3 separate regions of the Mus musculus genome follow, and all the other regions are linked to region 1. A link is a contact called in public promoter capture Hi-C data. All regions are on one chromosome and are shown on one strand. Each heading gives the region's core, a stretch centred on a gene start, on an enhancer-like site or on the middle of the called end of the contact. The rest is flanking DNA. Distances are from core to core; before and after follow the strand shown. Region 1 holds the start of Glt8d2 (glycosyltransferase 8 domain containing 2). Region 2 overlaps Washc4 (WASH complex subunit 4). Region 3 overlaps Slc41a2 (solute carrier family 41, member 2).

Region 1 (4,857 bases), core at 986-3,485:
GGGAAGACCTGAGAAGAGTTCTTTCAGACCAGGCAGTGGCCAAGGGTAGATTAGCTCTGTCTAGGAAGAAAAGACAAAAGTGGGAAGGAAAATACCTCAAAATTCAGAGCCCCAAAGATTTATTTTACATGTCAATGCCAATCAGTTGATAGAGAGAAATCTAAAGCTACCACCAGGCTCTTACTTTAGAAGAGTAGAGATAATTATTGATTAATCAGATCTGCCATGGTGCTGGGAAAGACCTGGTTGTCCAAAGGTAAGAGGGAAATAAAGACAAAGGTGCCCACAAGCTGCTGTTGAATGATTTCAACATTAGAGACTATGCTTAATGCACTGGGAGAAACGTCATGAGCAGTGTAACTGAACAAGAGATACCTCGCGTGCTGTGAACGTCTCCCATAGGGCACCATCACCCCCAAAGCTTCTATACCATCTCCCCAAACTGACTTAAGGGTCAAGTCCTAAGCGCTTGAACTTTTGGAACCACAGACATCGCATTTAGAGGAAGAACACAGCACCCCCGTGGCTGCTCACCAGAAGTGCTATCAAATAGGATTTCATAAAGGAGCCAACATGAAAACAAGTGTGGTCAGAACAGCGAGTACCAGAGCATGTGCCAAGCCATGTTCATGTATGTGATAAAATGACTCAAGTTTGGGAACTGCCACATGCTAAAATGTCCTTAAGTGGCATTCTTTGTTGAGATATTTCTCAGGACCTTTAAAGTGTTTTTCTAGTTTTTGCTCTGTCTGAAGGGGCTTGGAGCTCCTTCTCCAGTGGGACTACATCCTCTTAAACATCCTTTGAAATATTCTGACATCAAGGAAGCAATAAGAGAACGATGTTTCTTGGGAATGAGGAATGAAAACGGTGACTTAGTGAACATGCCTTTCAGAGAGGAGGATGAAGAGCGGAGATGTGTGTGTGTGTGTGTGTGTGTGTGTGTGTGTGTGTGTGTGTGTGAGAAAGAGAGAGAGAGAGAGAGAGAGAGAGAGAGAGAGAGAGAGAGAGAGAGATGGAGGGTTTAGGTATTATTGTGGAAGGATGAAGAAAGCAGGGTCCTGGGGAAAAAACATGTTGGGAGATGAGGAACACTCAAAAACATCAGAATGTCCGGGGCAGGGACCTGTCCAGTTCAGCATGTGTCACTTCTGTGACCTTCATTGTCATTATCAGCATTGCCAGGGAAGCTGGCCCTATGTGCCACATTTACTTTGTATCTGTGTGTCACATGTTACATTGTATCACTTTATTTCCATTTTGCAGATAGGAAAATGTAGGCACATGGATGAGATATGACCAGAATCAGGCTTATGAAAGTCTTCCCAGGTGGCACACAGCCCACACTTTCATTACTGTAGGGCACAGCTCTGTTGTTGGCTGTATCAGAGGGAGAACTAGAATTCCATTATGTAATACCAAAAGGATATTTCGAAGAAGCGCAATACCAAAACATTTCGAGAAGAAAAAAAAAAAAAAAAAGGCAAAACCAACCCACCAGCGTCCTATTGGCCAGCAGGCTGCATAGGACAAACATCCTGCGTCTTTGGATGCTAAATCAAACACTGTGACTCCCATACCACAACAAAACCACAGAATTAACTGCCAGTTCTCTTATTGGGTATGGAGGCCCCTGAAGAGTTTCTCAGGACAGATTCCAAAAACATGAATCATAACTCAGTTATGTCATTTTGGCTCAGAAACAGACTCACATTAAATGCGAACACTGATCTCTGTCATGTCTAACTCCTGATCCCCAATGCAACTTAAAATCCAATGCAAACGAACAAACAAATCACCATTAGGGCAGAGATGGGAGAATAGGGCTAGCCTCTGCTCTGCAAAAATAGCAAGATGTGAAAAGCTTATACAGTGAGCGTCTTGGGTTTGCTGCAATAGAAAGGTTCTTTACGATGTTACATTACAAACTAGGGGGCTTCTGGAGGCTGAGGCTGTGAAGGGGGCAGTCTGCCTCCTCCGAGTTACTTCTCTGAGTTCACAGCAAAATAAACAAGTGGTGTAGACAGAAAGGGTGAAATGGAAAGATTATCTTGCTTGTAATTGCTGTATTTACCTGATGGATGTGAGGGTAGGCTTTGGGCAACTTGGTCCAGAACCGCTGCAGAGCTGAGCATTCAAACTGCGGCTGGCCTCGCGGGACCACTAAGCTGCCTGTTGCTTCAGCTGCTTCCCAGATCCCATTGGAAATCCCAAATGGCTTGCGAGCCCTGAGTGTGCCTCAGCCGTCCACACCCACCTCCGCTTGCGCTTGCGTTGCCTGAATGGCTCGGGTTTCTTCCACTCCTGCAGCCTCTGGGAACCCAAGCCTTGTGCAGGCAGAGGCTGCTCCTGAAACGCTTCCAGATGTGCTCGTCCTGAAGGCAGGGCAGGTTGGCTGGCTGGGGCAGACTTCCTCTCTCGGCTTTCTCTTGCAGTCTGCGTGTGAAACTCTCAGCAAAACAGGGCTGTTCTGGAGTAAAAGCTGCAAACCTAGGGAAGAACAAATGTTTGGAAAGTGAATTTATACCGTCGTGCGTCTAGTGTAAATTTCTAATTTCAGCCAGGTTCTTGCTGAGAATCTTTGAAATCTCCTGTGTGTTGAAATGTTACCATGGCAAATCATGTCTCAGACAACCATCGTCTTTTATTGAGGCTGTGATAAAGACAGAAGCTTCCAGGTGGGGTGTATTCCCTCTGGAGGGGAGAGGCATCAGTCAGGGGGCAGACTTGGTGGCAACACTGCTGTTCTGTGGTTTTGCAGTTGATCCCCAGAAATGTAGGAATGGTACCAGAGCTTTGCCCAGGATCATGGAACATATTCCACAATGGCTTCTCTCTAACTTTCATAAGGAACTCCTCGATGGCTGCCTCCATCACAAGCAGTCACTTCCTTCCAATCACATGGAACTTTGAACATTGATAAAAACAGATTCATACCTTCTGCTTCATTTTGTTCTCTCAGTGTGTTAGGTAAGCTAAATTTTGCTCCACATTTCAGATTCCAGCCAAATTTGGGTCCTCTGAAAGAGCAGCAAGTGCTCTTAACCACGGCCACAATTTTCCAAGTTTTAAATTCTTTCAGCCTTCTCTTCTGTGATATTCCTTGAGCCTCACATAGAGACGAAGAGTTGATATAGAGTCCAGATTAGCGCTTAGCACTCAATGCAGTTGTCATAGTTCGTATCGTTTGGGGAGACTCTGGCCTCCCATAACCATTGACTCATAGGGTGTTATCACATGCCTGGGATTTTCATTTGATAACCATGCCTTCTGGGAGTCACATTGCCCACTCATGAGGGTATCAGATGTGGTAGAGTGGTCCCTCAGACAGGTCCCAAGGCAGTACCACAAACAGGACTGTAGGCTGATGCCTGTTCAGTTCAGTTCACTCCCAAGATCACCTCATCTGTACCTCTCATCTACTCAAGAGGATGCCTGGCATTGAATTATTCTACTATTGGATAAGTGGATGATTGGCATGAGTTTCAAGACTGAAATAGTAACTGTTTTCATAGGACCTACTTCTCATATTAACTGAAATCTCTCTGGTCATTATTTTCGAACCCTTTCCTCTGGTCCCTAATGTATGACTCCCAGTCCCTTTCTCTCCTATTCCTGCCATGCCTTGAGGACACAAGAGGTTTCTTATCTATGACCAGCATTTCCATCTTGTATGGTGGATTCCTCCTCCTTATGATGTAAACGAGAAGAAAAAGAAACTCAGGCCATCAGTGACACCTCAATGGTGCAAGGGTACACTGGAGCTCAGTTGTTAGATTTATTTACTATTGCAGGTTTTCAGTCTCTCCATCTATTAGGAGTTCTGCTAGAAGAGGCCTAACAGAACCAAGGGTGAAAATGTATCGTGCATGCCAGGTGGTGGTGACTGGGTTCCAGGGCATAAAGATCTGGTCTGGTCAGTTAAAGTAAGGGCTTTAAAAAAAATGTCTCTCCTGAGCAGTGGCGACACAACCCTTTAACTCCAGCACTCTGGAGGCAGAGGCAGGTGAATTTCTGAGGTGGAGGCCATTCTGGCCTACAGATTGAGTTCCAGGACAGCCAGGGCTACACAGAGAAACCCTATCTCAAAAAAAAAAAAAAAAAGAAGGAAAGAAAGAAAGAAAGAAAGAAAGAAAGAAAGAAAGAAAGGAAGGAAGGAAGGAAGGAAGGAAGAAAGGAAGGAAGAAAAGAAGAAAAAGAAAGAGAAAAGAAAAAAAGAAAAGACAAAGAAACTCCATTATGATGTAAAATACTCAGAAAAGCCCCAATAAATGGAAACAAGTATTGCTGGTGCTTTCAAATAATATTTAAATAGAAGTTTAAAAATAATATTTAATTAATGTAATAATAGCTTTATATTTAATAGTTAATTGATAAAAATTAATCTGTTCAAGCTATATATCATCATGATGTGATACACACACCCACAAACTGTGTAATGATTCCAAGTCAAGTTAACGCATCAGCATATATGTTGTACATTAGATTCCCAGAGTAAGGTCTTTTTTTTTTAACATGTTCATTTTATATCCTGCTCACTGCCCCTGTGAGTATGATCATCTTACAGCTGTAAGTTGGTACCCTTTGACAAATATCTACCCATTTTTCCTACCCTCCTGGTCCCGTACCTGGCAAACATGATTCTACTCTCAGTTTCTTTAAGTTCAACAATTTTAGATTCTCTATATAAGCACTTACAGTGTTTGCCTTTCTTTGTCTGGGTTATTTGACTTAGCAGATTGTTAAGTTTCAACCATATTGTTCCAAATGTCAGGGTCTTCCTTTTCTGCCTGAGAAATAGTCCATTATACAAATGTGCCATGATTTCTGTGTCCAGTCATTCATTACTGGACACTT
Region 2 (4,857 bases), core at 659-3,158, 880 kb after region 1:
ATGAAGATGGGGACACTTATACAGTGGAATATCGCTCAGCTGTTAAGAAACATAAAATGATGAAATTTGTAGATGGAGCTAGAAAAGAACATTTTGAGTGAGGTAACCCAGACCCTCAGAAGATGAGTATGTGTTTGCATCTGAATAACTAAGAGGTCAGGTACCAGGGGGAAGAGGAGGGTCTCCCCAGGAAGGGAAAATAGAATATAGTGTTATGTATTGATAAAGAGAAGTCTAGAATAGGAGAGTTAGCTCGGAGACTGTGGCATCACACAAAAGACCATTACAATTTCTAGCCAGAGGGAGTTTCAGTAGTGAGATGGGAAAGTGGATACAGGATCCCACCCCTAACCAAGAAAATATTTGCTATTGATACCTGCTGGCAAAAGGAAAAAAATCAACCACATTCAGGGCCCATGTCCAGGAGCTGTTGGCCAACATAAAACAAATTACATGTTTTTATATGTATATGTACTTCTGCCCCCCTCCATACCCTCCCGTTTTTGTTTTATATGGTTTTTGTGGGCTTTTGTTTGTTGTTTTGTATTTATTTGAGTAGGTAGGAAGGCAGAGAGGATCTGCAGAGAACTAGGGAAGGGGAAAACATCCAAATACTGTATGAAAAAAATTTTTTTAAAGATATATTTATTTTATTTATATGAGTATACTGTCACTCTCTTCAGACACACCAGAAAAAGGCATCAGATCCCATTACAGATGTTTGTGAGCCACCATGTGGTTGCCAGGAATTGAACCCAAGACCTCTGGAAGAGCAGTCGGTGCTCTTAACTGCTGAACCATCTCTCCAGCCCCCCAAAATTTGTTTTACTTTAAAAAGAAACTAAAGAAAAATGTATATGAATGTGTTTGTCGTTTCAAATCCTTTGGAGGTTTAAATGAAAACATGTGAGGGGCTGGAAAAATGGCCCAACAGTTAAAAGAGCTTGGTACTTTTTCAGAGGGCCTGTGTTCAGATTTCTACCCCTCACAACCATCAGTAACTCCAGCTCCAGCAGAGCCAGTGGCCTCTATGGACACCTGGACACACACACACACTCTTAAATGTATAATCCCATTCATTATCTTACTTACTATTTAGTCTCCCTGGAGTTTAGAGGAATTGGAGTTTAGAGGAGTTAAAAAATACTTTTAAGTAGCAAAAGACTTCTGTGCTCCTTCCTAACAGAAGAGGAGGAGAGAATGCGTTCTAGTTCTTGGGTTAGATGAGAGGAAAGTGACAAGAGGCAGATAGTAGGTGGCCTGTGGAATTGGGCTGGGCCAGCGGTTCTTCACCTGCTGAGCTGGGTACCCTCCTATTGTGGTGACCCCAGCTGTGAAATTGTTCTGTTAGTACGTAGCCTGGTTGTGCTGCTTTTTGGAAGCACAATGTAAGTGTCTGACGCACAGGCTGAGCGCTGCTGTCCAGGCAGAGAGGAAGGGTGCTGTTAGCTCGAGGTTCAGAAGCTCCTTTGCATGTCTGCAGTGTTCAGGGAAGCAGCTTTGCCCACCTGTCAGTTTCCTTAGTCTGTGATTCCCTGCTCTGAGCATCGCAGATGGGATCTTGTCTCCTCAGCAGTTAGGATGCGGATGAATTATCAGGTATTTCCCTGGCATTTACACACCATTTTACTGAAGGGGTTTTCATTTTCTTTAAGTGAATAGCTTTTTAAAAGCCAGTAAATATGTAAATGTCTGGTATTTGATAGTTCAGGAAATTATTAAGGGCTGATTTGAAACTCACAGTGTTGTCAGGAATAGTATTTCTGTCTCTTTAAGAATTGGCTTGAAAAGGGACATTGAGTGTTTGGAGAGATGACTCAGATGTTAAGAGCGCTGGGTACTCTTCCAGAGGACCCGTGTTTAATCCAGCAGCACATAACTGCCTATTACGCTGGTTCTAAAAGATCCAACACCTGCTTCTGGCCTCAGGCACTGCATTCATGCATTGCACAGACATCCATGTAGGTACAATGCCCATACACATAGAAGTAATAAATAATAGACTTAGAAATACTGGCTATTGGCATGCTTATGGACAACATACATGGAGAGCAAAGTCTGAATGAAATCTGTAATTCCAATGCTTATTTTCTTTTGTAGGGTTTCTTATATGCATATAGTATTAGTACCATTATTAAGACCACAATGAATCTCTACATGTCCATGCAGAAGCCTATGACCAAAACTTCAGTGAAGGCATTATGCAGGCTCATTGAACTTCTCAAGGTAAGTCAGTGCTGTTTTCCTTTGCCACCAGGACTGGGGACATGACCTCAGCTACAGTAGAATGCTCTTGGCGGGTTTTGCTTTCTGGTTGCATCAGAATACAAACTTGGGAGAAAGTGAACTTAAAATTGAAAAGAACCTCTGAAGAGCTATCGTGCTTGACTAATACAGGCACTACTTTATACAAGGGTGCGTGCTGACAGTCTCAGCTCAGCCTGGCTCGCCAGGCTCACGTAACGTGCTCAGATTAGCTTGGCTCCCTGGGGTAATCAGTGCATTCGCTGTTTGAGAAAACCTATTTGTGCTTTGCTGGGGATGGTTCTATTGATTGTGTAAAAAATTTTTGATATATTTGGAATTTGGAATGTTTATAGAAAATAATCTTTTAGTAGATGTCTTATCTTTTTATTTTACTTTTTAAAAAAATTTATTTATTCTATGTAAGTACACTGTAGCTGTCTTCAGACACTCCAGAAGAGGGCATCAGATTTTGTTATGGATGGTTGTGAGCCACCATGTGGTTGCTGGGATTTGAACTCAGGACCTTTGAAAGAGCATTCGTGCTCTTAACCACTGAGCCATCTCGCCAGCCCTTTATTTTACTTTTTAAATGACTTTGTTGTTGTTTGTGGTGTTTTGTTTTGTTTTGTTTTGTTTTTTTCCAGAGCTGAGGACCAAACCCAGGGCCTTGCTCTTGCTAGGCAAGCGCTCTACCACTGAGCTAAATCCCCAACCCCTTAAATGACTTTTGACAAGTGCAGGTGCTTAATTTTACTGCAGTTGACTTTTCCAGCATGTTTGTGTGTCTCTGTGTATGTGTGTGTGTGTGTCTTTGTGTATAGGCGTATGTGCACCTGAGTGTGGAGGCCAGAGGTCAACTTGAGATATTGAAGCTATGTACTTTGTTGTTTGAGACCAGTGAGGCTCCATGCTCCAGGATCCTATCTGTCTTCTAGGCACTGGGGGGATAAGCTTCTGCTGCCATGGCTGCCTGGTGTTTATGTAGGTGTGGGGAGTCAGACCTGGTTCTTAATGCCTGTGAAGCAAGCAGACACTTAAAGACTTCAGTCTTCTCTGCAGCCCCAAGTGGTGGATTTTTGTTGGTTTTTGTGTATGTGTGTGTGTCTGTGTGCGTTTGTTTTGATTTTACCTTCACACTCCTCTAGTCTCATTTACAGATCCCTTCCTTTCCTAGGGTCATGAAGGTTTTCTTTAATGATTTTGCATTTAAGTTTTAAGTTAACTTTTATTTCTTTTAGGCAATAGAGCATATGTTCTACAGGAGAAGCATGGTTGTGGCGGATTCGGTGTCACATATAACACAGCACCTTCAACATCAGGCTCTTAGTTCTATTTCTGTAGCCAAGGTATGCAGATTATTATGCATTCAGGTTAATGAAGGTATCGTGTTCTGCTGTTTTATCTGTATTTCTTGCCAGATGTGTTATTTCTACAGCGCTGTATCCATTGCATTTTGTAATGTTTACAGTTAGCAGGATTGTAGTCTCTGAAAGTTATCATGCTTGACTAATTTAGGGGCTTCTTCATACAAGACTACGTGTTGACAGTCTCAGAACTCAGCCTGGCTTACCTTAAATGTGCTCAGAATGGTACTCTCCGATGTAATCAGTGCATTAGCCAACATTCCAGAAAACCATCTAACTTAGCCTAGCCTGTTGGAAAGCCCTGGGTGCCCCATGTAACCTACTGAAAACCCTACTAGCAGCTAATCTTAGTAGAGTGAAAGGAAAGGTTTTGACCCCTCAATTTTAGAAATGTTTTCTAGTAAGGTTGATGTTGAATGTGTTTAAAGTAAACCACTGTTTGCTCTTCCTGTAGTGCTCAGACAGTTAGCGAGGCCAAGTTCAGAACACTGGGGGAAGGAGTTTTTCTGTGCTCTCTGGAGCGCTGCTGTAGAGAACAGAGAAGACACTTTGTTTCCTTTGGAAACTTAACCATGTTAGAATCAAAACTAATAATTATCTGTTTCATCTTTAAGAAAAGAGTAATTTCAGACAAAAAATATAGTGAACAGCGTCTTGATGTGCTATCTGCTCTTGTTTTGGCTGAAAACACCTTAAATGGACCAAGCACAAAACAACGACGACTTATTGTTTCTTTGGCATTGAGCGTTGGCACGCAAATGGTAAGTTTATTGCTCTTATTAAAGGAATCATGAAGTCTGAGGTTCACAATTTATTTATTAAGTAAGAAGCTTGGCCTTGTGGTGATTACACTTGCATGTTTTCCCTTTCTGCTAATAGAAAACATTTAAAGATGAAGAACTCTTTCCCCTTCAAGTAGTCATGAAGAAGCTGGATCTTATCAGCGAGCTTAGAGAGCGGTGAGTAGAACTGATGTGTGATAGCCAAGGGCCTGGGCAGTAGAACAGCTGTTCCCTCCCTCCCTCCCTCTCTCCCTCTCTTCTCAGCCCTCCCCACTCCCAACCTCCATTTACTGAGGGGCCCAGGCTGGCCCTGCAGCACTGAGTTCACAGGCCTGTTACCACACTGAGCTTGGGTTCTCTTTGGCACAGCCAGGGTATGAAGAGATCCACAGGACATATTAGTTCCTCTCTGTAACTCTTGTAATGTGACCAACAGGAGACTGGTTCAACCTTGTCTTGTCTTA
Region 3 (4,857 bases), core at 701-3,200, 590 kb after region 1:
TGCACTAAGGATGTGTTTCCACTGTAGCTTCTATGTTTCTAAGTAGCATGCTTAAATGCTGTCTCTTAGTGTCAGTGTTAGACCTCTCCTTGGTGACTTCCTCTCATGGCAGAAGAGGATGCTCCTCACAGCTTCCACAAGTCCCTTCTCTCTGTATCCTGTCAATCATGGCGAGCCCATCTTGATACAGCAAACCTATGAAGCAATTATCCATCATTTCCATACAGTTGGGTTTTTTTTTCTCTTAATTCTTAAGAGTTTTTTTCTGCTCTCTGTCCACTACACTGTGTGGCTGGTCTTGAGAACAGAGGCACAGCTGTCATCCTCTAGCTCTTCTTCCAAGCTGGATTCTGACCTGTGTATTACCCAAATCCAGACCCTGCCTAAGACTCTTAGCTTACCACACTTAACAGGACAAGCCTTAGTTCCCCAGACTACAGTTTTCATTAAGTGTGGACTGAACATCTTTCCATAGAAACAGATGCCTAACAGTGTCTTTCTGGGAGGCTAATATTCCATACTGCAACTGTGTTAGGCTTCATCTAACGGATGCCTCATTTCCAGTCCAAGAAATTTTTTTAGTATGTACATACCTACACAGACCACGATCGCTCTCCCCTCTGTCCCCTTTCCCTCCTTCCCTCCCTCTCCCACCCCAACACTCACCTGCTTATAACCATGGCTGTTATGACAGGCTCCCAGCCTGAGTGGAGCACTGTCCTGGTAGCTGGGTGCTTGGCAGCTATTATAATCCAGATAGGAGTCAGAGCCAAGAAAAAGGCACACACTAATGGGGAAATGTAATAATATGTCTCTAGAAGAAAGAAAGAGAAACATTTAACCCCTCTTCTTTCCAACAGCAAACCTAAACGATCAAAAGAAACACTTTACCAGATTTATTATCAAACATACTAACTGTCTTATATTTTCTACATACTTAAAATGTAGATCTATAGATAAAACTCAATGCAAGGTACAGTGGCCCACCCCCCTAACCCAGCCCTCAGAGGCTGGAGCTGGGGAACCACAAGTTTAAGGCCAGCCTGTGCTACAGAATACTCCAGGCCAGCCTGTGCTACACAGTAAGATGCTCTTTTAAAATATCAACTAATGTAACTGAAAGAAAAACACATTAATTCCACAAATATGGGATGACAATGCATCCTACACAAGAGTAAACAAAGGCCACCAGAACGGATGACAAGCAGCAGGAGAGTGGCCACAGTGCTTCTCTGTGCATGTGTCTGGGTCATTCACCCAACCTGTTTCCACCTTCTGACAGCAGGCTTGGCTGCACGGCAGTTCACAGAAAAATATCGTGATGCTGTTTCTTTTCTTTGTTTGTTTGTTTTTGAGACAGGGTTTCTCTGTGTAGCTCTGGCTGTCCTGGAACTCAGAGAGATCCACCTGCCTCCGCCTCCCAAGTGCTGGGATTAAAGATGTGCCATGTCTGCCTGGCTGTATTTACACTATTTCTAAACAGTCAGAAATGACTCTGTGTGTGTGTGTGTGTGTGTGTGTGTGTGTGTGTGTGTGTGTGTGTGTAAATTATCTTCTAACACCAGAAAAAAGACACTGCAAGAACAGAGACCAGGGGAGAAATGAACCCTCAAGTTGCCCCTGCTTCTTACTAAAGACTCAGAGAGTGAGGCTGAGGTAACACTAATTCACGCACAGAGCAGGAGAGGAATCCGGCAGATGAGCGTGGGAAGCGATTGGCCAGGTCCTGTGCACAGGGTGAGTTCACAAAGAGGGAAAGCCTAACAACCCTCCAGAGTCTGCAGATGCCAGAATCGTTTTTAAAAACCCAGCATGCAGAGGAGAGGCCCCTTTGAACTCTTGAGAGCAGTCAGCAGAGACCTGAGAAAGGTCTGTCCAACACTGAGACAGTGTGGGAGGGATATACTGGCCTTGGGACAAGGCCCAGTCTAGACTTCCCCAGCATAACCTTGAACCAGGTCTCACAAAGCTCAAGCTAAGCCACAACAGCCCACAGGAATTAAGTGCAGTGCTAGGTATGGAAACAGAACTGGACATGACACAGCTCTGGGCCCACAGTGCCCGGCAGCCAACCAGACATGACAAAGCTCTGTGCCCATGGTGCCAGGCAGCCAACTGGACATGACACAGCTCTGTGCCCACGGTGCCCGAGCAGCCAACCAAAACTGAAGCTTGGAATATCTGATGACAAGAAAGTCTCGGAGATATTTTACTTTGGCTCCCTTTTCTCACAATTTTTTTAAGTTCCTAAAGTAATTTTTACAGTCTATCAAGTGGTGCACACACAATCCCAAGATCAAGTTTGGCCTAGGCTACAAAAGGACAACACAGAAGAAAATGTAAGATAGGAGACTAGAGAGAAGGCTCAGAGTAAAGAACACTGGGCAAGCCTGACACCAGGATCTGATCCCTTGAACCAACCTGGTGAGAGAAAATGGACTCCTGAAAGCTATCCGCTGACTTCTACATGAGCACTGCTGCACGAGCAAGCACACACACACTCACACTCCTGCCCACAGACACATAGACAGCTACACATGCACACTCCTGCCCACAGATACACAGATACAGACAGACAGACAGACACACACACACACATACACACACACACACACACACACACACACACACACACACACACACACACAGCCTTACCTGCTGAGCCACCTCACAGGCTTGGCAGCAGGGCCTTACCTGCTAAGTCATCTCACTAGTCCCCTCTATTGCTTTTTTTAAAGATGAAAAACCATGAATTTATTGTAAACCCATTGGAAACATTCCTAACTCACAAAACACCTACAGCTGCCAACAATCTCCATGGCACCAAGGAGAAGCTAAAAGCCTCCAAAGCACTAAGCACAAAAGAAAGGAACTCTCCTGCCAGGGTAGAGCGCCTCGGCATGGTCAGGTCCAGACGGAAGCTCAACTGCAGGCTTTAACCACTTTATCCTCATCCTAAATATCAGGAGGGATTAGGAAGCTGAGAAAGGCACTCCCCCATCACTCACTGCTGCCCTGTTCTGAAGGAGGAAAACATTAAAAATAATGAGTACCCATGTGGATCCACAAACGTTAAACCAAGTTACCACATGACCCAAATGCTGTATCCACATAAAAGAGAGCTGAATCCCAAATGCTGTCTCCCAAGAGAGCTGAAAACAGGCATTGTCACATAAAAGCTCGTGAACGCTCACTGCAGCGTTATCCGGCAGAAGCGCAAAAGTGGAAATGACCGAGGCTTTTACCGTTTACCGAGTGGCTAGTGAAGAAAGGGCAGTATGTCCATCCAAGAGACTGTTACCCCGACATGTTAGCATTCTATACTGGGATGTTCTACAGCAATGAAGATTGGATCCTGGCTCCTCTGAAAATACAGGCAAAGCCTGAAAACACCATGCTAAATGGAAGAAGCCAGGCACCAAAGGTTGAACATTATGATCTCATTTGCATGAAACGTCCAAACGAAGCAAATCCAACAGACAGAGATTAGCAGCTGCCGGGAGCCAGGGAAGAGCAGCGTGTGGCAGAACCATAAACCAGGCTCTCCAGAGGTGGGGAGACTTCCTGGAACTGGAACAGGGTGAAGACAGATCTTATGAAACCTCCACTGAGCTGTTCACACAGGAGGGAAGACTGCATGCTGGCTTTTAGGGGCTTTAATCGAAAAGGAAAACAAGAGGAAAGGAGAAACACAGGACCCAGTGTCAGTGCTGGGTGAGGCTGAGGGTGCGGACGTGGGCTTATACGGCTCTTTTGTTTGTAGCTTTTCTGAAAGTACACAGGTATCACCAAGCATTAAAAAAATGGGAAACTCATCTTGAAACCAAAACTTACAAATGACTTACTATAACCATGTTCTGTTTCAATCTGGAGTTTAATTGATGTCATAAAATTAAAGATTTACTTTTAGAAAACCACTAATGACATAATTAGCAAAACAAAATGATCAATTAAAAGCTAAACCCAACATCTGTATCATATTAAAGTATAAGGTAATGTCCCTTTTCTAAATGAAATATATTTAGTCAATCCTGTTAGAATAATATTTTGTATTAAAACATCAATACATCATATTGTGGTAAGCTGTATATTGACCCACAGAGATCCCTTAAAACTGTGAATGTTATCAGATATATTTTGTCTCAACAAGGCTGCGTGGATGATTTGAGTGTGTGTGAACACTGGCAACCTTGTAAGAGAGAGCCAGGGCAAGATGCAGCAACAGAGGAAAGAGCAGTGTGTGTACAGAAGCAAGCTCTGCAAACAGTGAGTGCCAGGCGGAAAGAGCAGGGGACATGCTCTCCCCGAGCTTCTGGAGGCATCCGGCACTGCCAACACCTTGGTATCTGTCCTCCCTGACCCCTTTTGGATGCTTAACCTCTAAAACTAAGAAAAGACATTGTCTCAAGCCACCAAGTTTTTGCCAACGTGGCACATTGGTTCCACAACTGAAAACAGGATCACATGAAGCATTGGGGTTTTTATACCTGCCAGAGCTCACATGTGCAGTTCTTATCCTGTGCTGAAATAAACTTTGGGAAAGTAGAGACTCACCAAGCTGAAGTTGTGCAAATTACTGATTCTGCTGAACTGCCAAGCACAACCACCCTTGTGTGGTCCCAGTGTAACCGTGGCAGCATTTCCAGCTACTCCTACCTCTCTTCCTGAACGGCACTCGCCATCATCTAAAGTCTTCTAACTATATGGTGGCAAATTTTATATACCACTATTTCTGTGTGACCAACACAGTAGCACACACCATACACTCTTCTCCAAAAGCCCGTTAATAACCATCACACTTCCTTGAGAGCTGACGTTATGAAGATCACTCACAGGTGGCACACCGCTTTAAATAAA

Evidence for each region. Promoter capture Hi-C pulls out the DNA fragments that hold promoters and counts their contacts.
Region 2: a promoter capture Hi-C map of liver shows a contact between it and region 1, with 3 times the contacts expected there. The contact joins the enhancer-like site here to the promoter of Glt8d2 in region 1. A contact is called at or near these places in 9 of 39 promoter capture datasets (the C10 cell line, the HPC-7 cell line, cranial neural crest and 6 more), 5 of 115 datasets of contacts at active chromatin or transcription factors (the NIH/3T3 cell line, bone marrow-derived macrophages, differentiating embryonic stem cells and 2 more) and 1 of 9 other capture datasets (macrophages).
Region 3: a contact with region 1 is called in a promoter capture Hi-C map of hippocampal neurons, with 2.1 times the contacts expected there. The contact joins the enhancer-like site here to the promoter of Glt8d2 in region 1. A contact is called at or near these places in 9 of 39 promoter capture datasets (the C10 cell line, the HPC-7 cell line, cranial neural crest and 5 more) and 2 of 115 datasets of contacts at active chromatin or transcription factors (embryonic forebrain and embryonic stem cells).

What each region holds. Positions count from the first base shown.
Region 1 is chr10:82,688,415-82,693,271 of GRCm38.p6, forward strand. It overlaps Glt8d2 (glycosyltransferase 8 domain containing 2), which reads right to left and starts at 2,236. Exons shown (of 10, transcript NM_029102.3): 1 at 2,075-2,236.
Region 2 is chr10:83,567,868-83,572,724 of GRCm38.p6, forward strand. Washc4 (WASH complex subunit 4) reads left to right here. Exons shown (of 33, transcript NM_001033375.2): 15 at 2,101-2,226; 16 at 3,486-3,593; 17 at 4,226-4,372; 18 at 4,491-4,570. Among named protein-coding and RNA genes, the nearest start is that of Washc4, 26 kb to the left of the region's middle. Within about 2 kb of position 1,909, at least 1 of the 459 cell types and tissues checked has an H3K27ac peak or open chromatin away from gene starts, as enhancers often do.
Region 3 is chr10:83,283,056-83,287,912 of GRCm38.p6, forward strand. It overlaps Slc41a2 (solute carrier family 41, member 2), which reads right to left. Exons shown (of 11, transcript NM_177388.3): 7 at 667-814. Among named protein-coding and RNA genes, the nearest start is that of Slc41a2, 52 kb to the right of the region's middle. Within about 2 kb of position 1,951, at least 18 of the 459 cell types and tissues checked have an H3K27ac peak or open chromatin away from gene starts, as enhancers often do. A contact at or near this core is called in hippocampal neurons, where this site is marked.